Regions from separate parts of the Sus scrofa genome. Here region 2 is linked to region 1. A link is a contact called in public Hi-C data. All regions are on one chromosome and are shown on one strand. The core of a region is the stretch at or near the end of the contact, and the rest is flanking DNA. Distances in the headings are between cores, read along the strand shown.

Region 1 (3,941 bases), core at 286-2,785:
GTCTTTCTATGGGAACTCGAATTAATTTACGATGCCTAGAACTGGTGGATGAACACCTAGTGGCCCATGAGCTGTCCTTTGATAGCTGTTGAGAAGGGGGAAAAAATGCACTGCTTTGTCTCTGATCTCTGAGCTGTATTTTGTATCAAAGTCTTAATTTAGGATTTCTGTGGACTAAGGTGCTTAGAGGAAGAAACTGCTTGGTCCTCCAAAAATGCTGAATTCCCTGAAGTCTTGCAAAGGGATGAGCATGAGAACTTTCTGACTCAACAGCTCTTCCCCGGTCTCTCACCCACACTCCCTTCTGGAAAAATGGACTCCCGACTTGGTGCAAAATGGGTGGCCTGACCTCGTTAATTCACTCCCCTGCCAGCCCCGCCAGCCCCACCACGTGGGATGAGGCCTGATTAGCCAGGTTATTACAAACTCAGATTGCCCGAGGCCTCCTTTCCTGGGCTTTCCGGTGACTCAGCAGGGAATTTGTGTTTAGGTTCCCAAATAATCTGAGTTATGAGAGGCCAGTCTCCCAGCCTGTTCACACACTGGTCCTAGGGAGGTGGCAAAACCAGCTTCTGCAGAGAGGATTTCTAGCAGCCGCGTTGAAAACAGCACAGGCCGCTGAGATGCGCACCACCCCCCGTCTTTGAGGTGACCTCCTCTGTTCTTCAAAACAGAACTGCTGAAGTGCTCCTGCTTTCCTGAGGAAATTTTATGGGCAGCCTATGGTGTCATGGGAAGAGCTATTTCTGAAGTAGATGCTCCTCCAGACAGGAAATCTGTGGACTGTGTCTGCCGTGGTCACAGTTGTGTCCCCAACCCTGGCCTGTGGTGGGTGCCCCCGACATCTGTGATTGAAAGAATGAACGTCCAGCTCCAACGGGTTGTGCAGCCTCGAATACATGATGAGTCCTCTTCAGGGGTCAGCTTTTCCATCTCTCTAGAATGTTGGGAGGACGAAATGATTCTTGTGTGTCAGGGGCTAAGTAAACAGGATTCGTCATTATCACGTATGGTCATGAGAATAGCTTCAGTACTGGAAGCTTTGACTTTAGGGTCAGACCTGGGTTCAAAGCCTGGTTTCCTCATTGACCAGCTTTCGTGAGTGTGGGCAAGACACTTAACCCCTGAGATGCCTCCCTCCTTTATGATAGGGTGCTAACAATTGCGTGAGACGAGGGGCCTTGCTCCGTGCCTCCTATGGAGTCTGTTCGTTCTCAGATTCATTCATTCGTTCATTTCTTCATCTGCTATTATGAGTTCCCACTATATGCAGCACAGTGCCAGGCACTGGGCACCAAAGGGTGGGCAGGGGTTGTGTGGTGAGCCTTCCGTGTCTGGGTTTCCTTGTTAAGCCAGAGTTGACTTGAGTGGGTCACCTGGCGAGGGAGACCCTGCCTGGTCCCCTTGTCAACCAGTCGCAGGAGAGAGGAGCTTCCCGGGTAGAGGTCGTCTCTTTGAGTGGTGGTCTTGGGGGAGATGGCCATTTGGCAGGAGCCCAGGCTCTGGGAGGGGAGATGGGGCTGGAGAGGCGGCTCTGGAGCCGTCTGTGAGGGCGTAGCTGAGTGAGTCACCACCCTCATCCACAATGTCGTGGGCAAGATGTCTGGCCCCATTTGCTGGTAACCAGGAAAATGTCTCTGCAGGAAGATCACCCCGTTTCCTCAGGATGTTGTCCCGGGATGTTTTTTTCTTAGGCTGGTTTCCTTTACAAGCTGCAGTTATGTTCTCTTCCCACGCACGTTCCATCAGGGGCGCTTCTTGGAGACACCGTCTTGGTGATCTTCCGGGCTGCCGTGGGCCGGGGCGTTCAGAGCAGAGAAGGCCATCCCATTGAGTTGAGGAGTTGGGGTTTAGTGTCCACAAGACAGTTACAAACATCGCACCCGAGAGGGCCGCGCTGTGGTGTCTTGCGTTCCCGACCAGCCACGCTGTGGAAGCCGCTAAGCCTGGATGGATGTTATCACTGGGGCAGATGACAAACCCCGTAATTGCTAGAAACCAAACTACTCCCGGAGATGCCGTTTCCCCGTTTTATGCTGACTGGTTATTTGGGTTTGATAGATGATGGTGAAAACAGGAGCTATTTATTTTAGATGACAAGAAACCAGCATTACGGCAAGTAGGTACCGTCTTAGTTACCATGCACTGGTCCTGGATGCCGCGTCCTATCTAGATGCTTATAAATATCTCGTGGACTGCTTATGTCAAGCCCCGAGCTGTGTTTTACAGCCCCATTTTATGTATGGGAGAACTGAGGCCGAGGAGCTACAGCCACACAGCTGGTAAGAAGTGGAGTAAGGATTCAAACCCAGGACAAACTACAGATCCATTTATTGTCTTGCTGTGTTCACGGTCACCAGCAGAATTCTCTTGGCAGGGATTACCCCATCCAAAAAAAGAAAAATCACACCCAGATTTTCATTGGACAAAAGCTTAAAAGCTCCCTGAGGAAAATTGGCTATAATCTGATTTTAGTGTCCAAGTTTTTCTTATTTTAGTGCTTCGCAAACCCTTTAACCATTAAAACAACAATTGGCGAACAAAGAGTTTGGAGTTGATATTCTTAGAAAAACTGTACTCTGATGTCTTATAATTTTCCTGGTTCTCTGCTGTCTCCCTGGCCCCAAAATAAAACGTAATTGCTGATCAGATCAGCTCGCGTCAAGTCACCGAAAGTTCAGGAGTTGCCAACTGCATATTTGTGGGCCGAGCACATCTGCGGCCTGCCCGGCTCAGCTCAGACTGCAGGGCAGCGCTGCACTGTCAGCCATTAATAGGGCATAATTGCCCCTAAAATGCCAGCGAGGGTGGGACAGCTTGTCCCGCCTCACCCACCTCCCGGTCCTCTCGTGGGTTCCCTGAAGTCTTCCCAGCATCACTCATGTGGTTCAGCCCAGCCCGGCCTGCTTCTTTCTTTAGCGTTTATACTTGCTCTGTGATTACCGTGTTCCGAGAAGACAGAGGCTCAGCCCAGAGGCGGCCCAGGAGCTCCGAAGTGCTGAGTCTAGGAGGCCTCCCCGCATGCACCTTGGTCTGAGGGCTTTCCTAGGGGCCTCTGAGGGCCAGTCCATATTTCATTATTATAATAAGAAAATGGGACCCTTGTCGGTGCAGTTCAAGGTGTTAAAATACACTGGCTTCTCCATAGGTAGGCGCCGGGAGGGAAGGATGGAGAGAAGGCAGGTGATCAGGCAAGAAGGAAGGGGGGAGAAAGGAAGGAAGTTACTATGGATGGAATGTATAATACACGGCAGTGATGCCTTGGGGTGTTTTCCACGCACCTCTTGTGGAATCTTCACAGTAATCCTAGGAGGAAGGCATCTGATAAGCCCATTTTTCACATAAGTTAACGGGGGCTCGGGAGGGCTGGGCAGCTTGCCAGGGTCACACAAGCTTCTGAGTGGTGGTTTCGGATTGGTTTGACCTGGTGAGGTAGGAGGAGGGGAGCCTGTCCCTTTTATCTTTTCCGGGTAGGAGACATGCTTCCTTGAGGTTCTCTTTCATAGCGACTCAAGCTGAGATCTGGGATGTGCTCAGGATATTGTAAAATTCCCAAAGGCAGGGGCCACGGTTCATGGAATGGTATGGAATGCAGGGTAGATGTCCAGCAGACAATTGCAGATTTTTTTTTTTTTTTTCCCTCGCTGAACCTGATGTTTGGAGAGGGCTTCGTCTCCTGGGCTGGAGCCAGGCTCAGCCAGAGTCACAGCTTGGTGACATTTGGAAGTCAGGGGTCTCTGATTCAGTTTCACATTGAGAAAAGCTTGACCTCTCCAAGGGAGGGTGGGGAACTCTTCTAGCTCCAACCTAAATAGTTTTCTGAGCCGGGCTTGCCAAGGTTTGTTTCTTCTGCAGATGTTTATAGAATAAACAGGGGAAAAGGACACGAGGAAGAGAGGCACGTGGGTAACAGAACACAGTAAGCGCTGTGGGATGGAAGC
Region 2 (3,649 bases), core at 439-2,938, 130 kb before region 1:
AAGGTCTGAAGAGGGAAGTGTGGGGTGGGGGGTCGTAGCTAGGAAGACTGTTTCCCAAAAGCTCCGGGCTCTCTGACTTCCTAGCCTGGATGGGGTGTGGAGGAGTGTGTGAGTGGTTCTTGCTGATAACTGATGAGGCCTAAGCCCTGGCTGTTTGAAGCCACTGACATTAGGGCTTGTTTGTTATTGCAGCTTAACCTCACCTGTCCTGACCGCTACCCGGGGAAAACAGAAAGCATGATTTACAAGGCAGCTTTCCACTGACATTTCTTCAAAATGCAAAATATCATATCTCCTTTCTCCTCAGTCTTAGCGTTAACCCTGTCCTTTATCTGGTCAATGTAGAATGCATAAAAGATACAACAAAGTTTTGTTAGGTTAGGACTGGAAAGAAAGCAATGGTGGTACTAGTGGTTGGGAGGTTTATTATAGTGTGACAAGGAGACAAGAAATAGAACTTTTACCCCTAATGTGCACAGAATAGAATTGCAGATCATTACCACTGCCCAGGACCATGCACTTTAGAGGGGATCTACTTTAAGTTCTTAGCCCAAGAAGGCATCGCCTCTCCATCTCAGACTTATTTGCACCCACCATGTGCCAGTCGCTCTGTTGAACACTAGAAAGAAATGGAGATGAATAAAACGCAGCTCAGTAGGTACAGGGATCCAAGAGGGGTTTGGACCTACTGCTCAGAGCACAGAGGAGGAAGGAGGCCACTTCAGGAGAGAAATCAGGGAAGGCTTCTTGGAAGAGGTGGTAGTTCACCTGTCAGAACCTTGTCCCTCACTTTATGTTTGGGCCTATTCCTGACTGTGCGAATGCAGGAGTGGATGCTGGGCACAGTTCAACATCCTTCCTCAGCAGGCGGGCCCCAGCTCAACCTTCCAAGACCTACCGGGGATTCGGCTTCTGACCTCTATCCTTGACCCTGTGACTTCCTAGACTGCCTTATGTATATCCAGGCTTTTCTACAGGTACAGTGTCGTCTCCGCCCTGGCAAAACCAGGCGTTAAACAAGAGCCTGACATGCTAGGCCAAGCACTGTAAGTGCCCACCTAGGTGTGCGCCCTGTGAGGAATCCCTGCCTTGGTCAAGGATGGGGAGGATGGGCTAAGCACCGCTCTCATCCTGATCTCCTGGGGTGCGGGGCTGGGGGTGGAAGTGGGGGGAGGGGGGTCACTGGAGAATGAGTTTGCGCTGGATCTTGTTCAGCTTGGCTGCCTTTAGTAAGCAGCTCATTCACAAGTGAGCACAAATTAATACAGTACAAACCGGCTGCATAAATATTATGCTGTAATTGATTGTCTTCTGTAATCAAAGGCAAGGCTGCTGACTTTGTTACTTTCCCTGCCTTGCAACCGCTGGAGGAAGACTAGGGGAAGGGAAGTGAGGGTGTAGAGATGGATTTTGCGGCAGGTATCTGTTTGCAAGTTGTGTCTCTGATGTAGTGAGAGGAGGATACGGCCCATTACATCCAGATTCAATAAGTATTTATCAAATGCCTGCTCTGTGAGAGGTACTGAAAGACACATTATCTTCTTTCATTATTGAGTTAATAGTAGTAAAGATTTGATAACATGTGCAAGACTTGATGGTCTTTACAATAACTTTTTTTGGGGGGTAAATATTGTTGGAATTTCAATAATCCTTTAAAGACACGGTGTAAAGTTATAAGGAAAATAAAAGGATTTTATTTTATTTACAGCCTTCTCGCTTAGCTTACAGAATTCACAAAGGACGGAACAACAAGATCTTCCATTCCGGGTAGATAACCACTTTTCTCCAGCTAGTACCAGGGAGGTGTGACCTGCCTCCACTTTGATGTCTAAACAATCGAAATGCACTGGAGTTGGCATTTTTAAGTCACTTCACACAACACACGAAAGCAACGCCATCTTTCCATTTACCTGCCAATGGCTGGTCGTACCGGGAGGAGTGACCTCGTGGGGCATCCGCTGCCCCCACCTCCACCCCCCCTCCGCCAGGACTCTCTGCCCTTTGGAGGATTTGGAGGGAGCTCTCCCCTTTGGGAAAGCAGACTTCGACAATTCACCAAAACCCCTTTTACTCTGCGGAGGAGAATGAGTGTCAGAGGCCGCCTAAATCCCCAGGAAAGCTCAGCCCTCGCCCGACCCCTTCGAGTTCTGCAGTTTTCCTAACCTTGACCTGAAGTCAGCCGTCTTTAACCCCTTTCCAAAACGTCGCTCGTGCTGGGCTGCCGTTTGAAAGGAAAAACAAAACAAAACATCCAAACCTGAAACCGCCCAATTCGGAGACTCGGGGAAAGGGCACTCGCTCCCTGGGGGCTCGGAACCACTTCCCGGCTACCCTACCCAGGGATTTTAAATTATCCCGAACTGCTGGACCCCTTCGCGCTTCCCGTGCCCTAAACCGCTCCCCGCCACTTCCGTCTTCACACGCCGGCAGGAGGAGGTGGCAGCACAGAGGCGATTTTATTCGTATTTTTTTCCTCCGGGTTTTGTCATGGAAACGCTGACACACAACCTCCAGACGGCCGCGGGGCCGGCCGGGGACTGAGGGCTTTTGGGACCCTGCGGGAGCGCGGCGCGCACTCTGCACTCCCCGGGAAACAGCTGGACGCGACCAAATCCCCGGTAGGGGCGGGGGGAGCGCGACGCTCCGCCCCGGCGCTCGGGTCCCTCCCTCCGCCCGGCTCTCCGCAGGCGCCCTCCCCTCGCCGGGGGCTGCGAGTTGCATTTGGTAAAACCCAGCCCCGGAATATATAGATCATTGGAGCGCAATGAAGTAGCCTGTGGAGACGAGGGAGGGGGCCCGTCCGACAACCACAGAGGCCGGCGCAGAGGCAGCGGCAGCGGCAGCGCGGCTGCACCACCATCACCGCTCGCACCCCAGCCGCCCGGCCCGCGAGGAGGCAGCGGCTGCCGCCGGCGGGAGCGGAGGCGGCGGCGGAGAGGCGAGAAGGAGCAGCAGGAGGAGCACGAGCGCGCAGCCGGCTAGTCCACGCATCTCCACTTCCAGAGCAACTCCGGCGCCTTCCACACCCTTGCCCAGGGCTGGGGGCTCCGAGAGCAGCCGCGGAGCCAGCCTGATCCTCCCTGCGAACCCTGCCGAGCCCTGCCCTGCGCCTCCCGGGCTCCGCTCGGCGCGGCGGGGTCCCCGCTCTTGCGCTCCGGGAGCGCCTCCCGGACACCCGGGTCCCCGCAGCCAGGACAAAGCCATGAAGCCGGCGCTGCTGGAAGTGATGAGGATGAACAGAATTTGCCGGATGGTGCTGGCCACTTGCTTGGGATCCTTTATCCTGGTCATCTTCTATTTCCAAAGTATGTTGCACCCAGGTAGGGGGCGCGTTAGCGTGGTTTTGTTGGATATTTTCTTCTCTCTCGCGCTTTCGCTCCCTCGCTCCGCCTGGCTTCTGCCTCTTCCAACCTTACCTCTTCTCCATGGGCCACCTCGGGGTTCCTTGATGACCGAGTCTGCCCACATCACCGGGTCGCGATGAGGAGGAGGAGGAGGAGGAGGAAAGATGTGCTTCCTTTTCTTCTTCCTCCCGGCTTCGGGCTGGAGGATGGGACCAGAGGGGTGGTAGTTTTTTGTTTTTTTCTTTGTGTCTCTTGTCTGTCTGCGAGGTAGCAGGGCAAGGTAGAGGCTGTAGGAAGCTGCCGGA

Evidence for each region. A called contact is a pair of places that touch in the nucleus more often than the background predicts.
Region 2: a Hi-C map of liver shows a contact between it and region 1, with 4 times the contacts expected there. The contact joins the promoter of CHST11 here to the enhancer-like site in region 1. A contact is called at or near these places in 1 of 5 promoter capture datasets (fetal skeletal muscle), 2 of 47 Hi-C or Micro-C datasets (embryonic fibroblasts and liver) and 1 of 2 datasets of contacts at active chromatin or transcription factors (alveolar macrophages).

What each region holds. Positions count from the first base shown.
Region 1 is chr5:79,937,090-79,941,030 of Sscrofa11.1, reverse strand. The region is part of intron 2 of CHST11 (carbohydrate sulfotransferase 11); the gene reads left to right. Among named protein-coding and RNA genes, the nearest start is that of CHST11, 130 kb to the left of the region's middle. Within about 2 kb of position 1,535, at least 12 of the 83 cell types and tissues checked have an H3K27ac peak or open chromatin away from gene starts, as enhancers often do. A contact at or near this core is called in liver, where this site is marked.
Region 2 is chr5:80,066,942-80,070,590 of Sscrofa11.1, reverse strand. CHST11 (carbohydrate sulfotransferase 11) reads left to right here and starts at 1,688. Exons shown (of 3, transcript XM_021092627.1): 1 at 1,688-3,320. The coding sequence starts at 3,203.